5 separate regions of the Mus musculus genome follow, and regions 1, 2, 4 and 5 are each linked to region 3. The links are chromatin contacts, called in public promoter capture Hi-C maps. All regions are on one chromosome and are shown on one strand. Each heading gives the region's core, a stretch centred on a gene start, on an enhancer-like site or on the middle of the called end of the contact. The rest is flanking DNA. Distances are from core to core; before and after follow the strand shown.

What was found. Promoter capture Hi-C pulls out the DNA fragments that hold promoters and counts their contacts.
Region 1: a contact with region 3 is called in a promoter capture Hi-C map of hematopoietic stem and progenitor cells, with 3 times the contacts expected there. The contact joins the promoter of Ckap5 here to the promoter of Acp2 in region 3. A contact is called at or near these places in 14 of 39 promoter capture datasets (the 3T3-L1 cell line, the C10 cell line, the HPC-7 cell line and 8 more), 9 of 115 datasets of contacts at active chromatin or transcription factors (the NIH/3T3 cell line, astrocytes, embryonic limb bud and 6 more) and 4 of 9 other capture datasets (adipose tissue, embryonic stem cells, liver and 1 more).
Region 2: a promoter capture Hi-C map of embryonic stem cells shows a contact between it and region 3. The contact joins the promoter of Atg13 here to the promoter of Acp2 in region 3. A contact is called at or near these places in 2 of 39 promoter capture datasets (cranial neural crest and embryonic stem cells) and 3 of 115 datasets of contacts at active chromatin or transcription factors (bone marrow-derived macrophages, double positive thymocytes and embryonic stem cells).
Region 4: a contact with region 3 is called in a promoter capture Hi-C map of erythroid cells, with 18 times the contacts expected there. The contact joins the promoter of Zfp408 here to the promoter of Acp2 in region 3. A contact is called at or near these places in 13 of 39 promoter capture datasets (the HPC-7 cell line, cranial neural crest, embryonic stem cells and 8 more), 1 of 15 datasets of contacts at CTCF or cohesin (large pre-B cells), 7 of 484 Hi-C or Micro-C datasets (B cells, embryonic stem cells, muscle stem cells and 3 more), 11 of 115 datasets of contacts at active chromatin or transcription factors (astrocytes, bone marrow-derived dendritic cells, bone marrow-derived macrophages and 5 more) and 4 of 9 other capture datasets (adipose tissue, embryonic stem cells, liver and 1 more).
Region 5: a contact with region 3 is called in a promoter capture Hi-C map of pre-B cells. The contact joins the promoter of C1qtnf4 here to the promoter of Acp2 in region 3. A contact is called at or near these places in 20 of 39 promoter capture datasets (the 3T3-L1 cell line, 3T3-L1-derived adipocytes, the C10 cell line and 13 more), 3 of 484 Hi-C or Micro-C datasets (Sertoli cells, conventional dendritic cells and cortical neurons), 10 of 115 datasets of contacts at active chromatin or transcription factors (bone marrow-derived dendritic cells, bone marrow-derived macrophages, embryonic basal ganglia and 7 more) and 2 of 9 other capture datasets (adipose tissue and liver).

What each region holds. Positions count from the first base shown.
Region 1 is chr2:91,524,926-91,530,360 of GRCm38.p6, forward strand. Ckap5 (cytoskeleton associated protein 5) reads left to right here and starts at 1,837. Exons shown (of 44, transcript NM_001165989.2): 1 at 1,837-1,925. It also overlaps the pseudogene Gm13770.
Region 2 is chr2:91,707,430-91,712,476 of GRCm38.p6, forward strand. It overlaps Atg13 (autophagy related 13), which reads right to left and starts at 3,163. Exons shown (of 17, transcript NM_001355419.1): 1 at 2,818-3,163. It overlaps Harbi1 (harbinger transposase derived 1), which reads left to right and starts at 3,423. Exons shown (of 3, transcript NM_178724.5): 1 at 3,423-3,822; 2 at 4,651-5,047. The coding sequence starts at 4,767.
Region 3 is chr2:91,201,543-91,206,537 of GRCm38.p6, forward strand. It overlaps Acp2 (acid phosphatase 2, lysosomal), which reads left to right and starts at 1,370. Exons shown (of 11, transcript NM_007387.2): 1 at 1,370-1,506; 2 at 2,059-2,154; 3 at 2,698-2,784; 4 at 4,214-4,366; 5 at 4,468-4,566; 6 at 4,646-4,735. The coding sequence starts at 1,393. It also overlaps a transcript of Nr1h3 not described here.
Region 4 is chr2:91,646,879-91,652,514 of GRCm38.p6, forward strand. It overlaps Zfp408 (zinc finger protein 408), which reads right to left and starts at 2,913. Exons shown (of 5, transcript NM_001347175.2): 1 at 2,826-2,913; 2 at 2,273-2,547; 3 at 1,138-1,199; 4 at 718-968. The coding sequence starts at 2,871. It overlaps Arhgap1 (Rho GTPase activating protein 1), which reads left to right and starts at 3,240. Exons shown (of 14, transcript NM_001359970.1): 1 at 3,240-3,374; 2 at 4,886-4,945.
Region 5 is chr2:90,883,635-90,888,997 of GRCm38.p6, forward strand. It overlaps C1qtnf4 (C1q and tumor necrosis factor related protein 4), which reads left to right and starts at 2,152. Exons shown (of 2, transcript NM_026161.3): 1 at 2,152-2,369.

The DNA.
Region 1 (5,435 bases), core at 587-3,086, 320 kb after region 3:
CAGATCTTGAGGTTGGAAGACACAGGCTTCTGACCTGTATCTTGACATGAAGATCTTGAGGCATAATGGCCATGAAAAGCTGAGGCCCAGGCAAGGTAGTACACCCCTTTAATCCCAGGGGACTGGGACTCTGGAGAACTCTGACTAATACACAAGTTGGTACCTAGAGTGCAGTGTTCTATGGACATCCCATAATTTATATGGCCATGTGATTTCCAGATTTCTGTTTCTAATATCCCAGTGGCTCAGTAACATTCTTACACTTTTTGTATATGTGCATAATAAATGCCTCTTAGTAGCATTACTGAGCTAGAGAATCTGTAGATCTCAAAATTGTCCTCCTAGAAATTTGCACTCAAATTTAACAGTGAGGTTGAGCATTTGTGTCTCCAAATCTTTGTTCTGAGACAACATCCTACAGCCCCGGCTGGCTTCCAATGCACTACATAGCTGAGGCTTGCCTCAAATCCCATACTCTTGCCTCTACCCCTAGAGTGCTAAAATTACAGGTGAGACCCACCATACTCACATCTTTCTTCTCTAACTCTTGGGTGTTTGTTTCTTTGTTTCTTAGGTTGGTTTTGGTTTTTCAAGATAAGGTTTCTCTGTGTAGCCCTGTGTAGTCCTGGAACTTGCTTTGTAGACCAGGCTGGCCTTGAAATCAAAGATCGGTCTGTCTCTGCCTTGTTATATTAAATCCTCACATTAAATTTGTAAAAAAAAAAAATCATTGTTATACACGTGTCTGTAATCCCAGTACTTGGAAGGTGTAGGTAGAATGATGCTACAAATTTGAGGCATCCTGGTCTATGTGCCAGTTCCAGGTTAGCTTGGACTACAGAGTGGAACCTTGTCTCAAAGACTAAAACAGTGCAGGCAAGATGGCTTAATGGGTAGAGGTGTTTGCTGTCAAGTCTGGGGACCTGAATTTGAGTTCCTGAAGCCATATTGTGGAAGGAGAGGACTGGTGCTTAGCAAGTTGTCCTTGAACTTCCTTGTACCACACCCCATAGTGCACATAAATGAAATGTAGTAAAATAGATTTTTGACAATCATATTTCATCAAATGAATCCTCTCCTTTTCATAAGCACAAGCATTTGTGAAGTAAATCTTGTAGTTCATAAAGGCCATTCCTAGACTCTCAGCTTGTTGTACTAAATCCTTACATTAAATTTGATTTTTTGTTTGTTTGTTTGGTTGGTTTGTTTTTTGAGGTAGGATTTTTCTGGCTGTCCTGGAACTGGCTCTGTAGACCAGGTTGGCCTCAAATTCAGAGATTTGTTTGCCTCAGATGGGATCAAAGGCGTGTGCCACCACGGTCTTTAATTTAAACTTGTAAGGAAATTTAAACATTTACATTAAATTTGTAAGGAAAACATAATTATCCCATTTCCTACACAAAGAAACAGAGGTCCAGATCAACTGAGAAAAGTGATTTGTTCAAAAGAAGTCCAAGACTACAATTTAGCATTCGAGGCTCCTTCCACTACATCTCAGTTGCCTCTTGCTTTCCTCTCAGCACAGAATGATTGCAAGCTCTCCAAAAAAAAAAAAAAAAAAAAAAAAAGGTGTGGGAGGGAGATGTTGACAGCAGTTTAAACATCAGTAGGTAAAGGCAACGTGATCATGACTGGAAATGCAGAGTTTTCCACACACCTTTCGCTCTTCTATCAGAAGCCTTGGTAGCCATTCCTCCAGCCACTGGGTGACAAGCACCTGACCCGCAGCCCTGGGAAACACAGCTGCGCGCGTTCCCTTTAAGGCCGCAGGCGGCGCGTGCCCACAGCTCTTTCAAACGGACCAATAAAGGGGCGATAGGCGGTTCTCCGAGGACCAATGAACAACGAGGACACTGCGGGGTGTGCGGCGGCCCAAGCGGTTTTAAACGGCTTAGAGCAGGCCCCTCGGTTCTGACCCGGCAGAGGTGAGTGGGCAGTGGGTCTCACCTGCCGGCCTGGACCCTGGGGACCCGGCGTCGCGCGCGCTAGAGGACCCACGGCCGCGGGCGGGGCCCCCGCGGACGCGCGCCTCCGCGTTCTCGCGAACCCGGCAGGTCTGAGGCGGCGGAGCGGGGCGGAGGCCTGGGAGCCCGCGGCTGGCAGGGCGGGGGGCGTGGGCGCTCGCTTGTGTTGGTGACCCGGGCTGGGGGTTCAGGTGAGCAGAGCACGCGGCGGGGGAGCTGCTGCAGCTTCGGAGGTTCGCTGGCGGCCCCGGGCCGCGCCTGAAGGCTGAGCTGTCCGAGGCCGGGGCGGGGGCCCTGCCGGCAGGCCCTTGGTGGAGGAGTGCGCCTCGCGGAATTGTTAAATGAATGAACAAGAGCACGGGAGGGCTGTGGTGGGTGTGAAGGGCCTAGTTGTCTCCTCCGAGCCGGGACCAGAGCCTGGTGCCTGGGCCTGCCTCCATCCCTGCGTCCACTACCTGTGATGATTTTGTAAGGATGCTGTTCATTCGCCGCCCCGCCCTTGGTTTTCTCCCTCAGAAAGTGTCAGCAGAGTTCAGGGATTTTGCAGCTCTGAAGGTTTCCGGCACCAGTACAATAGCCAGCAGGGTAGGTGAGCCAGGCCTTGCCGCTAGGTGAATGAGATTCTCACTTTTTAGCGCTTAGCAAATCCTTGTTGAGAGAGCTGCCCAAAGTCGTGGTAATTGCTATGCAAGATTGAATGCATCCCATTTTGTTTCTTGCGGAGGGCAGGATGAAAGAGATGTTGCCAGAGAGGCTGCTGTGTGTAAAAGAATATATTCTTGTTGATGAATCTTAACAATGAGTTTCTGATTCAGCACCAGTAGAGGTTTTTGCAGAACTTGTCCCAAATTTATGCATGACTCTTAATTCTCCTAGGAACCAAGGCATTAAATCTTGGCCCAGATAGGATGCTTGTATTACATTATGCATAATTATAGAACTGGAAACTCATTTTTAGAAAGGTGAAATATTTTTTCTCCATTTTCATCACCCTGAAAACATCTTCTGTGACCTAAAGAGCGAGAATATAAATCAAGTTAATGGTCATTTGAGACTTTTCTAAAGTGACTGGTCAAGTACGATTTAATAAAGAGAAAATCAAAATCAACTTTTTTTTTTCCAATATAAGTTAAATCACTGTAGTAAGCCTGTAATGAAAAAATTGTACACAAAACTTTTACTTTTTTTTTTTACCTGGGGCTGGAGAGAGGACTCAGTATTTAGGGGGCAATGGTTGCTTTTCAAAGGAGTTGGGTCTAGTCCCAGCAGCCACAACCGTTTGTAACTTCAGGACCATGGGGACTGATGCCCACTTCTGGCATCCATGGGTGCTGCATATACGTGATACACACACACACACACACACACACACACACATACACACTGGCAAAACACCTATACATATACATATTTTTAAGGACCTTTTGTTTATTTTTGTGAGTGGGTGCATATGCTTGGTGTCAGGCAAATTGCCTGACGTCTATCGTGTGGGTCTGGGGACCAAACCTTAGTTGTCAGGCTTGGCAGAAAACACCCTTACCATTTAACCCTCCTCTCTGGTCCCAACATTTTTACATACGTTTTTAATGCTGTTCACATAAGGAGGTGGCAAGCAAAGGTATTCCATTACAATATGCCATATACTTTCCTCTCTTTTAAAGTTTGGATTATCAATTTTGAGTTATGTGGGCTGGTGTGTGGTAATTCAGCAGCAGCAGTTCAGTTTGGAAAGAGCAATTAAAAATAATTAACTTCTTTAACAATAGCTTTGGATAGTGTTAAAATATTTTTTCCCAAGATTTATGAGTATTCGTTCTGTATATGTATGTGTAGCATGGATGTGCTTGTCCCCACAGACTTCCTTCAGAAGAAGGCATTGGATTCCCTGGAACTGGAGTCACAGATGCTTATAAGCAGACATGTGGGTGCTGGGAACCAAACTTGGGTCCTCTGCAAGAGCAACAAGTGTACTTAAGTCTGAGCTGTTTCTCCAGTTCCCAGTGGTTAAAAATCTTGATGAAGATGAAAACTTGCAAGGCATGATGGTTCACACCTCTAATTTTAATATGTGGGAGACTGAAGCAGGAAGATGGCTGTGAGCATGAGACTAGCCTGGGCTACATAGTTAGTTCCTGGCCAAAATAGATTGCAGAGTGAGACTGTCTCAAAAAACAGCACAAACCTAACAAGAGCAAATGAAAACTTTATAATTTAGTAAAGCCAGGCTGTCTAGTGCCTGGGAGATTGATGGCTGTTGGATATTAAACATTATACTAGATTCAAGGAACACATTTGTGAGCCTGGGGAAAAAAGCGCCTGAGGGAGTTTAACATATTTATCTTTTGAACAATTTACAATAGTACATTACAGTTTCTATAATCTCTCTAGCTTAGCCTGGGGCCTTGAACAAAGTAAGATTCTTAAATATGTTTACTACCAGTAGCTAATTATGATGGTTTGTATATGCTTGGCCCAGGGAATGACACTATTAGGAGGTGTGGCCTTGGTGGAGTAGGTGTTTTACTGGAGACATGGGCTTTAAGACCCTCATCCTAGCTGCCTGGAAGCCAGTCTTTTCCTAGTGGCCTTCAGATGAAGATGTAGAACTCTCAGCTCCTCCTGCACCTTGCTTGCCTGGACGCTGCCATGTTCCCACCTTGATGATAATTGACTGAGCCTCTGAGCCTGTAAGCTAGCACCAATTAAATGTTGGCCTTATAAGAGTTGCCTTGGTCATGGTATCTATTTACAGCAGTAAAACCCTAAGACAGAAGTTGGTTCCAGGGACTGGGGTAATGCTGTGATAGGCTTGACCAGACTTTTGTTTGGGAAAATGTAGATTTTAGGACTTAAGATTTGGAAAGCAATAGAATCCTTTAATTGGGGCTTAATGGGCTTATTCTAGTAGGAATATGGAAGACTTTGTTGTTGAGAATGATTTGAACTGTGCAGATCAGGCCCAAGAGGTTTCAGGAGAAGGATTTCAGTATGTGGAGTAGAGACTGTTTTTGTGGTATTTTGGTGAAGAATATGGCTGCTTTTTACCATTGTCTGAAGAGTCTGCCTGAGGCCCACGTGAAGAGATTTAGATTGCTTTGAAGAAGGAAGTCTAAAAAACGGCCTGGTATAAATTCTATTGTGTGGTTAAAACATATGGTTCAAGGGCTAGAGAGATGGCTCAGCGGTTAAGAGCACTGACTGCTCTTCCAGAGGTCCTGAGTTCAATTCCCAGCAACCACATGGTGGCTCACAACCATCTGTAATGGGATCTGATGCCCTCTTCTGGTGTGTTTGAAGATGGCTAAAGTGTACTCATTATATATATAAAATAAATAAGATCTGGGGGGCAGGGAGAAAAAAAAACATATGGTTCAAGTATTAAAGGGGCTCCAGGAAGTGAAATGGAGCTGAATCCTATGTTCTAGGAGAGAACAGATTAAGGAAGTGGGATTTTGGGGAAAGATAGGTGCA
Region 2 (5,047 bases), core at 1,913-4,412, 510 kb after region 3:
GTTCAGTGCCTAAAATGTTTACTACCCATGAATGAGGACCTAATTTCATGTTCACAGCATCCATGTAAAACCCAGGCAATACAGAAAGCAGCTCTAGCCCATCACCATGGAGGTAGACACATAGGGAATGTGGGAAGCTTGCTAGCCAGCCCGCATAAGCAAAGCAGCAAGCTCCAGGTGTCCTGAGACCTTGTCACCACATTTAAGACAGAAGTTAACAGAAAACACCTGATTTTGACTTTAAGGGTGCACACAAATGCACACACACACAGATGTGGGTGCAGACAGAAATCAGAATTTTCAGTGGAAAAATCAGAATATAATCTCTAGAACTATAGTAGCTATTTATGTTTACATACCAAACAACACAGCAATAAAATACATGAAGCAAAAATTCCTAGAGGGATGGTGAGATGGCTCGGCAGGTAAAGGAATTTGCCACAAGGCCTAATGACATGGGTTTTATCCTTGTACCCTCATGGTAAAAAGAGAAACTACTCCCACACATTCTCTGTCCTTCACAAGTGCCCTGGCACACATGTGCCTATTCACATAAACAAAATCCAAAAAATAAACTCGGCTGAGGGAGGAGAGAAAAAAAATCCACAAAGGGTTAAAGGTAAAATAATTAACAAAACAATAAATCTTTATTTAAAACAGAGTAATTAACATCCACCTCAGAGAATCTGACCTTAATGCCATCTTAAGTTATCTTTAAATAAGAAAGCCATTGACAATACTAAAAGGGAGAGGTAACCCCTTTAAAATGACTGTAAAAATGACTTTAAAAGAACTGTAAATGTCTTTTCTTTTCTTTTTTTTTTTTTTTTTTTGGTATTTTCGAGACAGGGTTTCTCTGTGTAGCCCTGGCTGTCCTGGAACTCACTCTGTAGACCAGGCTGGCCTCGAACTCAGAAATCCGCCTGCCTCTGCCTCCCAAGTGCTGGAATTAAAGGCGTGTGTCACCACCGCCCGGCGTGTAAAATGTCTTTTAATTCTACATTTTATTCATATATCTGTGAACCAGAAGTGGAAGCAGCATTTTCCAAAGCTGTAATCCTGTTATGACTTCTATTAATTCTTCACTTAGCCAATACTTTTCCTAACAGTCAACTGTACTTGGCCATTCAGTTGCTTTTCTAAGTAGCGGTGATTCACACTGTCATCCCTTCTCGTGTGCCCAAGGACATTAGGCTGCCTGTGCTGCTTACAATGGCCTTCAGAAGACTTTTCTTTTCTAAGATTTATTTATTATTATATGTAAGTACACTGTAGCTGTCTTCAGACACTCCATAAGAGTGCATCATGGTGTATTACAGATGGTTGTGAGCTGCCATGTGGTTGCTGGGATTTGAACTCAAGACCTCTGGAAGAGCAGTCAGTGCTCTTAACCACTGAGCCATTTCTCCAGCCCCGCAGAAGACTTTTCTAATAAGTTGCTCCAATGCACTCTACAGTTAAAAGCAGGCAGGTATTTAAAATGAATGTGAAAATAATTTTAATGAGTTATAAGCCTTTAAAAGATTTAAATTCAGTCTATAGTGTTTGGTATGGTAGTTCACACTTCTAGTATTCAGGAGGAAGAGATTCAGGAGTTCAAGGTCACCCAAAACTATATAAAGTGAAAACCAGCCTAGGCTATATAAATATCCTGTCTCAAAAACCTACAAGAGCAGATAGATAGATAGTGTTGTTTGGTTGTATTACATGCCTATAGCCCAGACCTGGGGAGTCAGAGGCAATAGGACTGCTAACAAGTTCAATACTAGCCTAGTCTACATAGTGAGTTCCAGGCCAACAAGTGTAATACACAAAAAGATCTTGTCTCAAAAAGCAGAGATTAATTGGTTGTGAATATAGCTCTGTAGTAGACTGAGCAGAGTGATAGGTTAAACCTCAAGTAAGAACACGTATGTGTTTGTGTATAGATATATAATTATTGTATACATATAAACATATACATATAAATAAATTTATACATATTTCATTAGGAGAATTTCAAAACTAGACATGATGGTATATGCTAGATAATCTCAACACTTACGATGCCGGGAAAGGAGGATCAGTAACTCAAGGCAAACAAACCCTGGCTGCATAGGTGAACCCTGTTTCCAACTATCCCAACCTAGGCCTGTGACAGCCTGCGTCGGTATTCTCAGCTCCTCAGGAGGCTGAGTGAAGAAGATAACTGAAGCACAGGAGTTTAAGGCCAACCTGGGCTACGGGCTACCACCGAAGTGGGGAGGGGGGAGCCAACAAAGGAATGTTACCTTGAGGATAGATTGAGCAGATTAACTAGGAAAAAAGTGAATGAGAGATTTACAACCCAAGAAGGTGCTTAGCCACTTAATTCAGAGATTTAATGAGAATAGGTTTTCGCAGGTTATTCCACTGCCAGTAAGAACATAGTCCCCTTTTTCACTAGTCAAGTCACCCTCACTTACAGGAGGACTTCATACTTGGCATTAAAAATTTTTTTTGATTGACTGAAAACTTACCTAACCTACCTTGATACCCAACACCGGAGTTACGGCCCTACAAATGTTCTCCAATAGATCTTTTTGACATAACTCAAAGAGACAATAAAGTAGCAAGAAAATTTCGGGGGATGTCTGTAACGGTTGGGACGCCTCAAGAGCCAACAGGGTCTACACCAACCCAACTTCTCGTAGAAAACATAATCAGGGGATTATGGAACTGAACCTCGGTTGCTTGGCTTGGGCGTCCCCAAGGTGGTGGCCAAGGGAACACAGATCAGTGACCTCCCACTCGGGGGCGCTGAAAGATCCGGGGGTTATTACCCTCAAAAGTGAGTACCTGCGAAGCTACGGCACAGAGAGTGGCTCCGGGCTCTCATTCCGGAGGCCGGGGCCTGGGGCCGGCCAACTGCACCTCCCAGCAGAGGGTTCCGCGCTCCCGGGCGGTAGTGACAGCACAGGTCGCAGAGAGATATCTCACGCTAACGAGGCTCCGGGATCCCAGAACTGAAAAAGCTGTCGGACTGGTGTGGACTGGTTTTTCTCAGAGCTTCCCCTTCACACGTCAAACGATCTCTCCCGCCCTAAGCCAGCAACCAGTCGCTGCCCGGCGCCGCCATCCTTAGTGTTTGTTTTCATCCGCTTCAGTGCAGGCGGTGGGGAGGTAGAGCGCTACGGAGGAAATGCAGCTGCCTAAATTCAGCTGCACTTTCGCTACACCACAAACGACCTATTTAATATTTCTGTACATCAGAGTCTTCAAGAAAGGCGGCTTATTTCCAGAAATAAATCATATGATTAATTTTAAAGCCTTTTAGGAGAAAAAAAAGGGTTTGGGAAGGAATTTAGGGAGTTGGAGACTGGGCTTCGTGTAGAATGTACGGAAGCGAAGCGCAGGCCGCGGTGGCCGAGGTGCTGATGACGCGGCGTGGGGCGGGCGCTGACGCGGAAGGGGAGGTGCGGCTGTTGCGCACCGTGGCGGCTTGTGTGCGGCCGTGGGTTCCGGAGGCGGGCCTTCTTCGGCCCCGAGGGTGGAGAGTGCTCCGGTTAATCCGGTAGCTACGGAAAGGTGGCGATCAGCGTTCGGTTATTCTGGGTCGAGCAGCCAGACTTTGGTTATCTTACTATTTTTGAGACAAGGTCTCGCTGTGTAACTCAGGTTAGCTTTGAACGTAATGTAGCTCCAGCAGGCATGGAGCACGCGGCGATGCTACCCAGTTTCCAGAATGCTAACATTACAGGCTGGACCAGCCTTAGGAGCTTTTTGTTTTGTTTTACTTTGTTTTGACTGGTGCTCGTAGTCCACGCTTGCCTCGCACATGATCTTCTGGTCTACACTTCCCAAGTACAGTGAGCCCATTCCTGGCTGGGGCATCTTTACTTACACGGCTTTTAAAGGAATAAACTTTTTAAATACATTTATGTTTTGGAGGCGGGCGTGATGTGGCAAGGGTGTTGGACGATTCTTTCTTTCCACCATATGGATCTCAGATAGCCAACTAATTTATTTCACCAGGCTTCACAGGCAAACCCTGTGCCCTCGGAGCCATCTTTGTCCCTTAATACTGTTTTGAAAGCGGGTTGAAAAGTGGCCTCGGTGTTCCAGACCTACCTGGTTCACTTAGCTTTTTCCTCCTTTCCTTCCTTTTATACTCTTCCTTCCTTTCTAGCCTAAAGCTTCGGGATTTGGGTCTCTTGAGATGAAGGGAAAGCCTGTTACAGCAGACAGTGTAGGTCCCCAGGCAGGGCCACAGACTGTCTTTCTTCCTTTCTCCCCCCCCCCCACCCCCCCTTTGTTCTACATCTCTAGTTGGACTGGTTTGAGCACTCCCTCATCTGTGGAGCCATAGGGCTTTGCAAAACAAACCTCTGAGTAACCCTTAAGGTGTTTTCAACTTGTCAGCTGTCTCCTGGTTGCCACAGACCTCTTTTACCTTGTAAATTGTTTGTTCTCATGTGTTGTTCTCAGTTGAAATGCCAGGCAGTAGATGAGCCACTGGGATTGAACTCTTATTGTCTGCAAATTAGATCAAGTTTGTCATACAATAGTGAGTCAGTGGAGATAAATCTAGAGTTAACAAGTGAATGGCTGAAAAAGGTGTAGGTTTTGAGTCATTTGGTATGGTTTGGATCACGTTTCTAATTATTTTTTTCTTTTAATTAACATTTACAGAAAGAAGATTATAAATGTCAGAGCCATTTAACTGATGGTTAGCTGTTGAATTCTGATACTTACTGCGCTGGGAAAAATTCGGGAAAAGCAGATAGAAGAGGACCTCCACATTAGCAATGGCTATTCCAATAACAGTGCTTGACTGTGATCTCTTGCTGTATGGCCGAGGTCACCGGACCTTGGACCGTTTTAAGCTGGATGATGTGACTGACGAATACTTGATGTCCATGTATGGATTCCCCCGACAATTCATATACTTCTTAGTGGAACTCTTGGGGGCAAGCCTTTCTCGGCCTACTCAGAGATCTAGGGCTATTAGCCCTGAGACACAGATCCTGGCAGCATTAGGGTTTTATACCTCAGGGTCCTTCCAGACTCGGATGGGAGATGCAATTGG
Region 3 (4,995 bases), core at 120-2,619:
GAGGAGGGCTCAGGTTCTATTCCCAGCACCCACACAGCTGCTTAAAGTCTACAGGGGATCCTATGCTGCCTTTTTGCCTCCAAGGACACTGTATATACATGGTTCACAGATATACATGCAAGCAAAACACCCATACATAGAAAATATTTTGTTTCATCATTGTTTTTTCCAGACAGTATTTCTCCATGTATCGCTGGCTGTCCTGGAACTTGCTCTATAGACCAGGCTGGCCTACATACAACTCAGACATCTACCCCCCTCTCCAAGTGCTGGAAGTAAAGGCATGCACCACATAGATTTGTTTGTTTTTAAGTTTAAAACTATTTAGTTTTGAAGCCTTCTTATTCTCCCCAAGTCTTTCTCAAGGTGACATCGAAAGTAAAGTTTAGGCAGTAAGGTACATAATTTTATTTGGAGTCCTGGGACAGTATCAATTCTGATCAGATTTGCATTAAAGCATATCAAGGGCCCAAGATCTCATCTGCAACTGTGTGTCACTCTAAGGTTTGGAATCACAACATCCAGACACCCAACTGGCTGCCTGCCTCCAAATCCTAAAGGCTAATGTCTGGAGGAACTCTGATTCTGTGGCAATTCCAGTTATATGCCTGCATCAAAACTGATGTAGTTTTCTGAGATTCCTCCCATAAGAATTCAATGTAGTGGGTTTGGGAAATCGGAACATCCTATGCAATCCAACTCCTCCTCAAACATGACGTTTGAGTCTAATTTAATTTAGAAATCGGTAAGCACAAGAAAAGAGCTGAAAAAAACTGGGGAGTACGAAGGTTTGTTCAGGACATGAATGGCAGACTAGACTGGATCTACCTCAAGGACACAGGGAGTCCAAAGGGCTGGTTACATGCAGTACCCTACATCTCAAACAAGCCCGCTTATCGGAACAGTGTCTAAGCCAAGGCTTACACTAAACTACACACCCAAGAGCAGAAAGTTAGGCTCTGTACTTCCCCACACCTTGCCCCAGTTTTGCACCAGCCGAGGCTCTGGGATCATTTTCAGAAGCATTCCTCAAAGCAGGCACTCGCTCTCCAGGCCCAGACCCCAACCAGGGCAAGCACCAGCTTTGTAGAAGAAGGGGTAAGCCTGACCTAGCGCCTCTACAAAAGCGAGGTGTTTAAGCCTTTTCTGCCCGGAAGGTCGCGCAACAGTCCCACCCTCGTTCATCACCGCCAATCGCAAACCTTCTCCATTTGCATTCCCTCCCAAATTCCGCCTTCTCCCACCAGACTTTCTCATTCCCGGTCTCCCGCAACCCAAAGAAAGATGGCGAAGGCTGCACTTCCGGCAAGTGTCCTTACGAATGCATCCGGGCGGCTGCAGCAGGTACCGCCCAAGGCGTTCCGGCCTCTTGCTACACAGCCTACAACAGTGATGGCCGGCAGACAGACTGGTTGGAGCCAGGCGGCTCTTCTCCAGTTCCTTCTTGGCATGTGCCTAACGGTGATGCCACCCATACAGGCCCGGAGTCTACGCTTTGTTACCTTGGTAATGGGTGACGGAGTCACCAACGGGTTCGCCAAAGCTGAAAGGGCAAAGGCCGGCTGGTAGAGGGAGGGGCAGAGCTTGTGTTCTGGGGCCGGGGTCTCACTTCTCAAGGAGGAGAAAGAACCGGTTTAGGAAACCGCTGGCCCATAGTGGGTTGTGCGGCTGGATTAAGAATTGATTTGGAGCCCTAGGCTATTTTTTTTTTTTTTTTTTTTAGGGCAGGACGACCGAGTAGGAGATATTCTTCCCTAGGATGGGAATTTAGTTAAAAGGTTGAAAGTCACCCATAAAGACGACTTTGATCTTTGTTTTCCCAGTCCCATTGCCCACTTCCTCCCCCAGAAGGCGTTGCTTTCACTACTCTTCTACCTGTGCTTTGGGGCTTTACCTATTATCTCAGGTTACATTGCATCGCCCGAACTGGGGTCTTTTTTCATCGCTCAGTAGAGAAAGATGGAGTGAAATTTCCTTTCCTGGCATGTGCAGAGGTGGGTCCTGTCCTTAACTAGAAGACCCTTCTGATTCTATAGACACACCATTTTCTTTGCTCAGCTGTATCGACATGGAGATCGGTCACCAGTGAAGACATATCCCAAGGACCCCTATCAGGAAGAGAAATGGCCCCAGGGATTTGGTCAGCTAACCAAGGTGGGTCAAAAGCCAACCTGCAAGGTCTCGGGATATGCTACGGAATGAATCACATCTGGAGCACAGAAACTGGGGCTCCTTAAACTACTAGCTTCCCACATGGGTTCTGATGGACCAGATGTCTATTTTGTTGTTTTGTTTTTGTGGTTTTGGAAATTAAACCCAGAACCTTGTCTATGCTAAGCACAGTGAGCTACATCTCTGGCTATGACCAGATTTCTTAACAACTCTGTGCAGGGGACAGTATCATTACAACTGGCCACTTCTGGAATCAAATTCACCTCTTGCCAAGGGAAGAATGCCTAAATGCCATACATAGGACTTGTGGCTAATCCCCTCTCTTTGGACTTTTTTTTTTTTTTTCCCCAGGGGTTGGGGATTTGGGGGAGGTTTAAGACAGGGTTTCCTTGTGTAACAGAGCCCTGGCTGTTCTGGACTCACTTTGTAGACCAGGCTGGCCTTGAACTCAGAGAGTGACTGCTGGGATTAAAGGCCACCATGCCCAGCTCCTCTTTGGACTTTAACTCTCAGGTTTGCCCACAGGAAGGGATGCTACAGCACTGGGAGCTGGGCCAGGCCCTGCGGCAACGCTACCATGGCTTTCTGAACACCTCTTACCACAGGCAAGAGGTAAGGTTGGGAGTTTGATTGGCAAAAGGACTGGGATCTTTGGATTATATTCTGACTGCAGAGAATCTAAGGATGAGCCTGGGCAGTCAAGGTTCCCTCTTGAACTTTTGGTCCCTGGACAAGACATCTAAGAGCTGTCTAGAATACGGCTCTGGAGTCTGAAGTGTCTCTGCTTGTCTGGGAAAAGACAAAACTGACCAGGGGTCCAACTTAGACATGAGGAAGGGTCTGATAAAGTACTTTCTGACTCTGAAACAATAAATAGGCATTTTGTCCAAGACATTTATTGTCACCTGAGGGCCAAGCACTGTGGTAATGTTTTTCCTATGATGGTATACCATAGAGTTATGATCTCTATAATAGAGCTTATATTAGAGCAGTCTAATAAGCTGAACAGAGCCAAGCTAAATCGGGGGAGGGGCAGTGAAGACTGGCAAATGTGCTAGCTCCTGAGGTTCTCTGCTTACCCCAGTGGAGATAGCTGTTCCATGGTTACTGCTTGCAGCCACAGTTGTCTCAATCCTCTAGATTACTGTTCCCTAAAGACCTAGCTCTACCCTGAGCTTGCCCTTCGCTTCCCTATTTTCTTCCTCCCTTTTCACAAGTCACCTCGCTGTTCCTTTTCCCCCCTTCTTCCCATTTATAAAAGGAAAGGGAGTGTGGTGAAGAGTGGTATTTGCCATTTGGACTCTAGGGTATTGCTTTTGTGTTTTTAAACAGGGTCTCATTTTATGGTACTGGCTAGTCTTGAACTCAGAGATTTTCCTGTCTCTGCCTCTCAAATTCTGGAATTAAGAGTGTGTACCAAACCAGTGGTGGTGGCACACAACTTTAATCCCAGCACTTGTTAGGCAGAGGCAGGCAGATCTCTTGAGTTCCAGGACAGCCAGGGCTACAAAGAGAAACCCTGTTTTGACAAAAGAGAAGGAAAAAAAAGTGAATGCCAAGCTGAATTAGAGGCACATACCTTTAATCCAAGCACTTGGGAGGCAAAGGCTAGTAGATTCCTGAGTTTGAGGCTAGCCTGGTCTTCATAGTGAGTTTTAGGACAGACCTACATACTGAGATCTTGTCTCCATGTGTATGGATGGGGATGTACTATTCTGGCTGACAAGGACTCTGTTCTTCATGGGAGACAAACCAATTATTTAAGTCTCCAAGACCAGATAGTTTACCAAATGAGTGCTTTTGAAGAACAGGAAAGAGTGTTTGAACTAGAGTCATTCCCACAGTCTGAGTGCTTTATATAGTGGTGATAGCCTGTAGCTGAATGTTTGAGGCCTTGATGAATAGGGAAGCAGCAGAGAGGGTGTGCATGCATGGTAAGTTTATAAAGTACTGAGTAATCAACAACAGGTTCTACCCTGGGGCTCTGGGGAGGAGCAAAAGTGCTTCTACACACAAAGAGATTTGTGTTGCCAATCTACAGGTTTATGTGCGAAGCACAGACTTCGATCGTACTCTCATGAGTGCTGAGGCCAACCTGGCTGGACTCTTCCCTCCCAATGAAGTTCAGCACTTCAACCCTAACATTTCATGGCAGCCTATCCCTGTTCACACTGTGCCCATCACTGAAGACAGGGTAAGACTGGCCAGCCCTTCTTAAGTGGTGAGGGAACAACTATGGTTATAAGCCTATTGATCCCAGACTCCTTCTCTGCCTGTTTCCTCCTTAATTTGTAGTTGCTGAAGTTTCCTTTGGGTCCATGTCCCCGTTATGAGCAGCTGCAGAATGAGACTCGGCAGACACCAGAGTATCAGAACAGAAGTATTCAGAATGCAGTGAGTTGGGGCGTGGGTGTAGGTCATCAGATTGCTCTTTCTCCAGAACAGTGCTGATCTCCTGCTCCGTTTTTTATAGCAATTTCTGAACATGGTGGCCAACGAGACAGGGCTTACAAACGTGACCCTAGAGACCATCTGGAATGTGTATGACACACTCTTTTGTGAGGTGAGCTGACTAAGATGCCTGTTGGGATTGCTCTTCTGTCCTCAACAGGTCCAGGTCTCTAGGGCAATAGAGCACATCGCCTTGATACTACCGTCCCCACTGGGAAGGCCCAGCAAGCCCGTGCTTATGTAACCTAGGAACTTCCCTCATGGGTAAAAAGAACCTCAAAGTGGGAAATGGTTTACTAGTCGTCAGCACTCTGTGCCTTCTCCATCCAGAGCTCAGAGCTGTGAGATTTCTTCTGTGCTGAGTCTGCTCTT
Region 4 (5,636 bases), core at 1,663-4,162, 450 kb after region 3:
CTAAAAACCACCTGTAACTCTTGTTCCAACAGGATCCAGTGCCCTCTGCTGGACTTCTCAGGCACTGCACAACGTGGCACACAAATACTGTAAGCAAAACACCCATGTACATGCAATAATGTCCCAGCACTGGGAGGCACAGGCAGGAGATCTCTGAGTTGAGACCAGCCTGGCCTACAGAGAGAGTTCCAGGACAGCCAAGGGTATGCAGAGAAACCCTGTCTTGAAAACCAACAAAACAAACAAAAATGCCTTTCCGAATGCTGGGGTCACCCTCACCGCCCAGCTTCACTGCCTTTCCTATCACACAGTGCTTTGTAGCAATCTGGGAGTGGGCATTCATATTTTTATATTATGGGTTTTGTGGCTAGGTGACAATGTCAGTGTCTTCTTAAATGAGACAGGGTCTCTCTCACTGAACCCGGGTGTCACTGACTTGATGGTCTCGCCGTCGAGCTCCAGGGAACCATTTGTTTCTGCCTAAGAGCTGGGTTCACAAATACGTGTGTGTCAGCACCCAGCACCACTGTCAGCTTTTATGTGACTGCTGGGGATCCCAAGCCCGGTCTTCAGGCTTGTGCAGCAAGCCACTTCACTAATGCAGCCAGTTCCCAGGTCCTTGTTTGTTTGATATGAGACAGGGTCTCGTGTAGACCAGAAGGCCACAGTCTTATATGTGGCCATATGACCTGGAACTAATGTTTCCTGGATACATACCTGTGCAAAACCCTGCTGAATCCTCTTGCGGGGAGGCCACCTCTTCCTGTGTAGCAGACGCCTCTCCTGTCTCAGCTACTTCTTCCTCCAGCTTGGGGTGCAGGACACTTAGACTCTTCTGCGGAGACTGTGGGCGCAGCAGCAACTCAAAGCCTGGCAGTATAGTCTGGTCCACCTGCAGGTGTAGCTTCTCCCTGATCCAGACCAAGGACGCATTGCCATCACTCTGCAGTCTTCCCTCCTGCACCAAACTACAAGACAGAGCAGGAGCTGGCTCAACAGACCCTCCTCACGTGGCTTCCTCTGACCCCTCCGTCATCCCCTTGCATCACACGTTGGAAAAGACCGCCGGGAAGGCAACGAGAATTGGCTTCAGGTTCCATCCCAAGCAGAGCGTGTGCGCGCACTAGTTTTACTTACCTGGTCCAAGTGGAACTTTGCTGCCGGGGACAGATGGCTCCGCACGGGGCTAACGAGAAGTCCTAGAATAAAACAATGAGATCCCTTTCCCCGTGCCTGCGAGGAGTGAGGGGCAGACAGCAAAACAAAAGCAAAGCAAATCTGGGCACAACCTTTCTGGGGCAAAGCTAAGCTGAAACTTTTGGGATTTTTTTTTGATTGTTTTTGAAACAGGGTTGTCCTGGAACTCACTCTGTAGACCGGGCTGGTCTCGAACTCAGAGATCTTCCTGCCTCTGCCTCCCTAGTGCTAGGATTAAAGACATGCACCACTCCCCAACTCCTCCCCCACTTTTTTTTTTCATAAGATGAAACTCTAAGGCTAGCAGCAGCCTCTGAGGTTGCCTCTACACTATGGTGCTGTGTGGTTTGTTTTTTTTTTTTTTTTTTTTTTTTGGTTTTTCAAGACATGGTTTCTCTGTGTAGCCCTGGTTGTCCTGGCACTAACTCTGTAGACCAAGCTGGCCTCGAACTCAGAAATCCGCCTGCCTCTGCGTCTGCCTCCCCCCGCCCCCCTCCCACCCAGTGCTGGGATTAAAGGCGTGTGCCACCGCGCCCAGTTCTATGGTGCTGTTTTATATCTTCAGTCAGTGAAGACCAGAGAGTCCACTCACCTCTCCTTAAAGGTGTGGAAAGCTCTAAACAGCACAGCCTTTCAGCAAATACCAAACAGAAAACGCTGCAAGAGCACCAATACTTTTAAACAATCCTTACTAATGCTTACAAAGCACAGGCGTATTTGGCTTGCATCGTGTCCTCTGGTCTTCCAAAGGATCTCGGTAACAGCCACAACTTTCTTTTACAGGTGAGTAATATTAGGTGTGTAATTTAGCTAACTAGTTAACAGGTTTGAATCTGATCCTGGTAACCTTAGCTTCTGACCTTTGTCTCTGCCAACACAGTAGGAATTCAGGTTCTCACAACTTCTTTGCATCTGCTTTAGTTACTGCTGCTTAGGTAGAGCAAGACAGCGCTGCAATGAAGGGACAATTATTTCTCGAGTTTGAAAATATCCTGCTTCTAACAAACTGGAAGAGCTGTCCGGAAATGTCTGAACCTCCCCCAAACTTTCAGACAGATGTCCGACTCCTCAATACCTCCTCGTGCGGTGTCTTCATTCCCTCGCCCTTCTCCAGGACGGACTCATCTTCCAGAGGTCCCCAATGCAGGCCGGGCTGCAGGGGTGCTCCTACACACCAGACCCCCAAGTGCTGATTCCTGGATCTCGAGGGGCCCACGGCCAAGCCCTGGGGGAGGCTCCTTAGAACAAGGATGGCAGGGCTCGTACCCGGCGGGCAGGCTTTGAGGCCCGGAGCAAAGCCTTTTCCGGAAGGGCTCCATCCTGAATCCTGGCCCAGGGGTGGCTCTGGGGCTGCAGGGAGACGGGAAGGCAGTAAAGGAGTGGTCCATGAAGGCGTGGGGTTGGGGAAAGAGAGGTACAGGGTCAGCTATGACCCAAGAGTCCGAGGGATTAGCAAGGTTCTAGTTAGTAGGGCCCTTGAATGGTTGGGAGGGAGTCTAGTCTCTTAGGGCACCGGAGCAGGATCCCAGGCTCAAGAGAAAAAGGGATGTAAGGGAATGCGCTGACTAGAAAAACGCTGTGGCCATCTAGTCCAGGGCTGAGGGTCGCAGACATCGCAGGTCACTCACGGTGCGGCTCTATTTTCCCCAAGATCACCTCCTCCACCTCCTTCATCGTGGGACAGAGATTCTCTCGCCACTCCCCTCTACCGGAAGTGAGCGTTTTTGTCCCGGTTCCTCCCGGAAACAGTCCTTGATTTTCAAATTTAAGCTCAAGGAAGAATCCGGGTGGTTAGGCATCATTGAAGGATGGACCTGGGAGTTTGGAAGTACTTGACAGATAAAACCCTGTCCGATGGGCGATACGAACCTAGGATTTCAGAGGCCCGCTAGTTTCCTGCATCTGGAAAAGCGGAACCCAACTCACTCACTTTAGGTAGCGGCGAGTCGGACAGCTCGGCTAATTAACCTCACATTTTGTCAGGTGATTGCCGGAAGTGGGCGGAGCACCAAGAAAGCCTTGTTTGGTCCGGGCAGCAAGCCGGAAGTAGGTAGAAGAAATGGCGGAAGTGGTTGGGGAGCTGGGGGCCCCCGAGGGGGCGGTTCCCATTCCCATCTCGGAGCCGGATGTTTGCCGAGCTTTGACAGGCGTGGCAGAGGAAGCATTGCCGGAACGAGGTGAGCTGCGGAGCGCGGGGTCTCTTTGGGCGTGGTGGTGGGGAAGAGCTGCTCTGGTCAACGGAAGGAATTGGGTCGGAAAGGGGAAAATCCGAGGCAGTGGGTCGGGAGTGGAATTGGGCCCGAGGGCCTGGGTCTCTTCGCTGCCGGGATTTTTCCCATTTCGGCGCCTGCAATGAGAAGACAGCCACTTTCTCTGACTTGTTCCTGCCCTCCCTCTGCAAGGCATAGGCCAAGCCAGAGCAAGCCGGTGGGAGGGAGGGAGAAGTCGTCCTGATCAGATCTGGCATAGCACTGAGAGCTAGAAATCAGGGGAAGTGATCCACCTTGTCACTTGATAGGCCGTGCTTTCATCTCACTTTCTTGTGAAACGAAATACACTCCATTCGTTGTTTGTTTTCGGACTCTATGCAAACATGATTATAGTTTAGAGTTGCAGCCTTGTAGGATTTGGGTTTTTCCAAAGTCACAAAACAGTCTGATTCCAGCACCAGCAAGTACTGTGACTTCAGTTTGCCCTGAGAAGTCTGGCTGCCCTTTCGTGGCGCCTCTTGGATCCCAGTGAACTTTGTGACCGACAGTCACTTAAGATCACTGTTGAGGGGGTTGACTTTAACCTAGAGAACACCTCAAACTGGAACTTGTGGGTTAAAATCCTGCGTCTGGGTTCTATGATCTGTAGCAGTTTGCTCCCTCCCTCCCTCCCCCCGCTTTTTGTTCAAACTGTAAAATGGTTTTTATAGCATATGCTGAACTACTAGTGCAGTTGTGAGGTGAATTTGTGCCCAGTTCATAGTACAAATATCCGTTTCCTTCTCCACTTATGAAATTCATTCATTCATTCATTCAGCTAATGACAGTCTGCTATGTGAAGACTCTGAATAAACTCTGGTGCTATGTGCATCACTCTGAATAAATTGCTTTGGTGTGTGTGTGTGCCCGCGCGCGCTCTCTTGTCGCGCATGTGCTGGAGAGACCCTGTGTATGCAGGCAAAGCGCTCTACCACTGAGCTATGGACTTAGCCCTTGAAATAGGTTCTTAAGCAATAACAGGGGGTTTGTGAAATCTTTAAAATGCATGCAAGGTTTCCATGGATCTGTTCATTTTTCCTAGTGAAAAAGTCCACAAACATCAAGAATTTCAGAGAGAGAGAGAATCACTGTTTTACAAAAGTCAAAGCCTTTGCCTGAAGTGATTTTTTTTTTAATTTAATTTGATTTATTTATTTTTTATTTTTCGAAACAGGGTTTCTCTGTATAGTCCTGGCTGACCTGGAACTCACTCTGTAGACCAGGCTGGCCTCCAACTCAGAAATCCACTTGCCTCTGCCTCCCGAGTGCTGGGATTAAAGGCGTGTACCACCACGCCCGGCGCCTGAAGTGAATTTTAAATACTTTCTAGGTAAATGGTTTACCTGGTCCAAATGGAATATTAATCTGAGAGAGTGGCTTTTTGCAGGTGGCAGATATATTTCATTTCTACCATTTTATGTTAGAATTTCCCTTCTCAGGCTTCATCTACCCATTGACTAGCAGATAAACATCCGGCTCCCAGAAGGCACCAGAAGCAGGTGAGAGCGGCCAGGAAGCTGGCTGGCACTACTGTGCTTTTACTAGCGAAGGAGGTTATGTGGGAGTTGGAGGTCAGCTCTAGCTGCACTGACAGAGAGAAGTTCCCAGGGACAGAGGTGGGGGTTGAGCTCAGCTTTCTTCTCCATAGTCTCCCTCTCTGTCCCTTGCACATAGCTCAGCTTCTGAGCAGGATAAAAGGAAAAGCTTCTGAGCACGGAGAGGCACAGCTCTGGGAGGGAGGAGCCTCTGCTTCTGCAGATGAGCAAAGTTTAGGCCAGACAGGAAAGGCGCTTCACTTGTCTGCGATCTTTGCAGTCCTCAGCTTAGTCGGGACTCTAACCCAGTTTTCCATAGTCTTGGTTTCTTGCTTTTTCTATCATACCCGGTACTTACTGTGTACAAAAAGAATTCTCTGGGGTAGCTGGGAGGGAAGATCCAGGACTCCTTGAGCCTGGGCAGGAATAGGAATGGAGAGAAGACTTTTAGGCAGGAGGAGGTTGCTGGACTCTGTCCTATAACAGCCAGTGGTTCTCAGCCTTCTTAATGCTGTGATCCTTTGATACAGTTCCTCATGTTGTGATGATGCCCCCCAGCTATAAAATTGTTTTTGTCAATACTTCATAATTGTAATTTTTCCACTGTAATGAGTTGTAACGTAAATATCAGTGTTTCCCACTGGTCTTAGACGAC
Region 5 (5,363 bases), core at 902-3,401, 320 kb before region 3:
TCACAACAAATGAAGATCAGCAAAGAAAGCAAGGCGAACCAATGCCAGAGCCTCGTCTACTGTCTGTCGGGTTATACGTATACTCTTTCCAAACATCAGTGTTCTCTCAATCATTGCTCCAGAAAAACATCACATGACACAATAGAATCTTTAGAAATTTACACACACACACAGAGACAGAGAGAATGAGTGAATGAATTTAGGTTTGAATAGTTATTTAGGAGGTAATTCCAGGAAACAGGTGGGTCCTGAAAGGAAAGAAGGAAACTAAAGCATGCAGATGTTACTAAGTTGTCACTAAAGGTGTTTCTTTCTTTTAATTATTGTTTTATTTTATGTTCATTGGTGTTCTACCTGCTTGTAGTATGTGTGAGGGTGTCAGTTCCACTGAAACTAGAGTTATAGACAGATGTGACCTGCCATGTGGGTGCTGGGAATTGAACTCGGGTCCTTTGAAAGGGCAGCCAGTACTCCTGATCCCTGAACTATCTCTCCAGCCTCTAAAAGGGTTTCTTAATTCTCCTAGAACACATCTTGGAACTGGGTATAGGAAGTTCCTCCTGAGGAACCAGGAAGCTGCAGTATTCACTCCCAGCCCCTACCCTTCATTAGTTGAGGGTTGCTAGAGGGTTCTAGCTTTCCATTACTCTGGCCTTATTTAACTGCACAGCCAAGAATGCTCCAGGAGAGAGATGCAAATGGGAGTTGGGGCCAAAATGTGTGCAGGTAACATCCAGGCTAGGGAGGCATCCTGGGTGAGAGGGCACAGCACTGCCAGCACTTGCAGTTTGAACCAGGTAGGAGTAAGCAAAGACTACAACTTAGCCTGGGCCCTTTTCTCTGAGCCCTGATGATTCCTAACTTCCTATCTGGTATATCTGTGGCTCTTCCACTCCTAACTACCCCCACACCCACCAGCACCCCATCATGCCTTCCCTGGCCTCTCCCTTCCCAAGGCCCTGCTGGCTGCCATGTTATCTACCCATTACCAGCCCACCCTGATTCCTTTGTTGAGAGTTCTTCCATATTAAGTGTCAAATGTCTTCCAGCCCCAGTTGGGATTCAAATGTCCTGCCTCTCTCCCTCCCACACCTTCCTGCCCTGAATAAGAGGTCCAGTGCCTAAGGAGGACCACAGGTGTCACAGGATGGCTCCTGGCCTTTCCCTGTGGGACTCATCCCACCCTCAGTGCCCTGCCCATTGGAGTGCCCCCCTCCCCAGCTTTCAAGGAGAAGGAGACATTTGTGATCTGGCAAGGGCTAGGCAGGCACTTTGCCTTGTGCCTCCTTGTACCCAACAGCGTGGAGGAACTGCCCAAGCTCATCACTTCTCCATGGGTAATTTATACTCCAGTAACTGGGGCCAGGTATGTGGAGAATTCCAGAAGGAAAGCTCCTGAGGGCCAGGGCTTCTGCGAGCCTGTGAGGGTGAGGGGGGGCGTGGGGCGTGGAGGAGATGCTGATCTCAGCCCCTGAGGTGTTGTTGGACTCCTACGAGTGTGGGCATAGCTCCCCAGAAAGTCCATGCCCCACACGGGGACCTCCTATTGCCCTTCTCAACCTTTTCCGGAAAAGAAAAATTCAGTACGTCCCAAGGATCCTGCACCTTCTTTGTTCTTCTCAGAGGGTCTCAAGCTGATGTGCTGATGTCTGCAGCTTTGTCCTTCCTCCAGCCTTGCTAGCACACGCACGAGGTGCAGGGGGAGGGGCATTTGCAGACTCAGAAGTGAGGAAGGAAAAGTGGGGCATTTTCACCTCTTACTTTACTAAGGACATTGACCCATTTATCATTCTCTTCCCTCAGACCTTCCCCCCAAGGCCACTCAGCGTGGACATCTGTCCCATACAAAATCTCACCTCCTACTGTCCTTGCTTGCAGCACAGTCCATGCCTTGCCCGAGTCCTCTCTCCCCACACAAACCAGAAAGCTGGTCTGTAGGATGCCTTGGGCCACCCTAGGGTGGCCTCTCTAGCGGCCTCGGTTTCCCCACCTGCTAACTTGGATCAATGACGCCTGAGCGCGGCACCCGGTGGGTAACGCTCAGGATCCAGGAATGAGGAAGGGTCCCATGCTCAGCGCAGGCTCGGTGCGGTGCCCCAGGCCCAACTGCTCGGCGCCCCTCCCTCGTCCTCCGCTCTCCCCTCCGCCTCCCCTGCTCCCCGCCCTTGCGTTTCTCCGCTTCAGCTTCTGCTGTCCTTCCCACTTGCTCACGCCTCCCTTGCCGGGGTCCCCACTCGTCGCCGGCTAAACCCCCGCCACCCCTGGAGGCCCGGTCAAGCCGCAGCGCGGGCGACCAGTGTGTAGCCCGGCGTCCTCACCGAGCAGGATAGCCGGCTGGGACCGAAGCCGACCCGCCCGCCACCAGCCAGGTGAGGGCAGCCCGGAGGAGGCGGGGGCGCAGGCTTCTCTTCTATGCGAGCGGGGGCGGCGGGAGGCACGAGGGACCCGGTCCCTTTTCCTGGAAAGGAGGACCTGGGCGCTTTTTCATGAAAGAGGCTCAGGGGCTTTTACTTCAGAGGGAGGGGTGGAGGGCAGGGATAATGGAAAAGGGGCTTGCGGGGACCCCTTAATGGGGCATTTTTCCCCACGAGAAGGGACTTATTGACTGCTTCTGTAAAAGTGGGGCTCACATTCTTGGAAGGATGCGGACTTTCAAGGAAGATACAGGGGGGTTCTGGCACGGTTTGAAAGCAGTGTTAACTGGGATATGGGAACAAGGCGCTAGGGGCTTGGAGATGCCCTTAGTCTGACATCGCTGCACCTTCTCCATTGGTTCTATGGCTCTGGGTCTATCCAGCTCTGTCCCAGTTTTCCTCTTTGAAGATGACTATTTTTGAGCTTCACCTGGACAGAGCTTTGTGCAGCCATTTCCTTTCCTGGAGCTCTGAGACCCACCTGACGCCTTACCATCCTCCTCTGACCTGCTGGGGAATGGGATTGTTAGAGGAAAGGATCCAGGGTTCAGGGGCATGTGCAGTGGAGTACGGAAGGTAGGAAGGGTATTGGACACACAAGAACCTTTGGCACTGGTGGGTTCATCTGACTTAGAGGGGAGGTGGCAAAGGATAAGGTGGGCAGGAGCTTCGAGCGAAGACCTGCCAGGAAAGCTGCCGGGCAGAGGGAGAGCTCCCACCTCTCAGCAAACAAATGACAGAGGCTGTGCTTGCCTTTGTTTGCTTCCTCCTTCGCTCCCTTGTCTCTTCTGGTTTTGCAAAAGGGGTCACTGAGGCGGGAAACACATTGACCTTTGTGTAAGAGGGAGAGCTGGTAGAGAAGCGCACTGATTTGAAATGGAAAAAAAGAACAAACCCTCTGTTTAAGGCTAAGAGTTCAGTGGATGACCTTGAGCCAAAACGTGTACCCCTCGTTTAGGCACCAGATTTCTCATCCATAAAATGGAAGAGGGCTTATCTATATGTCCAAAAGAGCTTTGTATGAAGAAACAGAGTGGACCGGACACTTCTCAGGTGTAGTTCTCACTACTATGGATGGACCCTTTCCCTCCTCCCTACCCTCACCCCATAACCCATAGGACAGAGAGTCAGAAAAGTATGGAAGGAGTCAGCGTTCAGCTGGACTTGAGGTCTTTCTTGTGAGAATTATATGGCAGTGCAGTTTATTCTGACAGCTGGGCAGTGGACTGCAGGCGAACATCCAGGAGTGCGCCACAGCTGCACAGCTGGACCTGGCCGCTCTCAGCAGCCCCTCAACCCCCGGAATCTGCAAGAGACTCAAGGCTACACACACTTTCAGGGTACTTCCCAGAAAAGCTCTTGCCCCGAGTTGTCTGTCTCTAGCTTCCTGCCTGCCTGCCTCCACCTTGGAGTCCACGTTAAAGCATGACAGAATCCCAGCATTAGTGACTCCCAGGGACTGGATAATGCTTCCCCAAGCTCTCCATTTACTGAGGCTCTAACCTTGTCATGTCAAGAACCTGACCATATCGCTTTCCCCAGGGGTAAAGAACAGTCGCCTCTAGGTCTGTCCCAGTACCATGTCCCAGTACAGACCATGCTCACAATTGCTGTCTGGGTGGCGTATGCTTAGCACCAGTTTGTGTGGCCCTCCATTGTGCCATTTACACGGATGAAGCCTTACTCAGAGAGTTAAACAAAACAAAAAAAAAATTGCCTAAGGTGACCGGGGCACGACTCAGTGTCCGAGTGCCTGCAGTTCATTCCAAGTCCCATATCTAGGTCTAAGTGTCTGCCACTCCCAAATGAAGCTGATGACCTCACCATCCTGCCAGAGCACTACCAGAATTTTATTTTGTCCTCCCAAGCCTCAATAGCCATGACTCTCTCCTTCCCACAGGAGCCAGCCAGCCTCCAAGCACAAAGAGACAAAGGGAGTTATCCCCCTGAATAATTAAAAGAAATGTATGTATATGGGTGTTTTGCTTGTATGTATATTTGTGAACCACATGTGTGCCTGCTGCCAATGGAGACCAGAAGAGGGTATCGGATCTAGAGTTATAGATGGCTGCGTACTTCCCTGTGGTGCTGGGAAATCAAACTTGGGTCCTCTGGATGGCAGCTAAACTCTTTAACTGCTAAGCCATCTCTCCAGCCCCTCCTTACCTCATTCTGTTTCACAGGGAAAGCACTAACTTAAAGCTTGGCTGGACCTCTGCGGTTCAGGAAGGACCCCAGGGGAGTCCAGAGATCCTGGTGGACCCTTCAGTGGAGCAGAGGTCAGGAAAGTGGTTAGAGAGCAGCTATCTCCTCCGTTCATCCCCAGATAAGACTAAAAACACTGTCATGGTGGAAATGGACATAAGAGCCAGTGTCTTCTGTGAAGGGCAGGCCAAGGAGCAGAGAAAAGCCCCAGGAAAGTGCAGAGGGAGTGCTGGCTGTTAGAAACTGAGATCTCCTCAACACCCAGAGAGGGAAGAGGGCTGAGGAGAGAGGACAGGGCTGTTGGCCTCATTAACCAGGACATTTCTTTCTTTTCTTTCTTTCTTTTTTCGAGACAGGGTTCCTCTGTATATCCTTGGCTGTCCTGGAACTCACTTTGTAGACCAGGCTGGCCTCAAACTCAAAAATCTGCCTGCCTCTGCCTTCCAAGTGCTGGGATTAAAGGTGTGTGCCACCACACCCAGCTTCTTCTTCTCCTCCTCCTCCTTTTTTTTTTTTTTAAGATTTATTTATTTGTTATATGTAATTACACTGTAGCTGTCTTCCAATAGCCCCAGAAGAGGAAGTCAGATATCAATATGGATGGTTGTGAGCCACCATGTGGTTGCTGGGATTTGAACTCAGGGCCTTTGGAAGGGCAGTCAGTGCTCTTACCCGCTGAGCCATCTCTCCAGCCCTAACCAAGACATTTCAACATATCTGTGGCACATGCGTCAGGTCTTATTT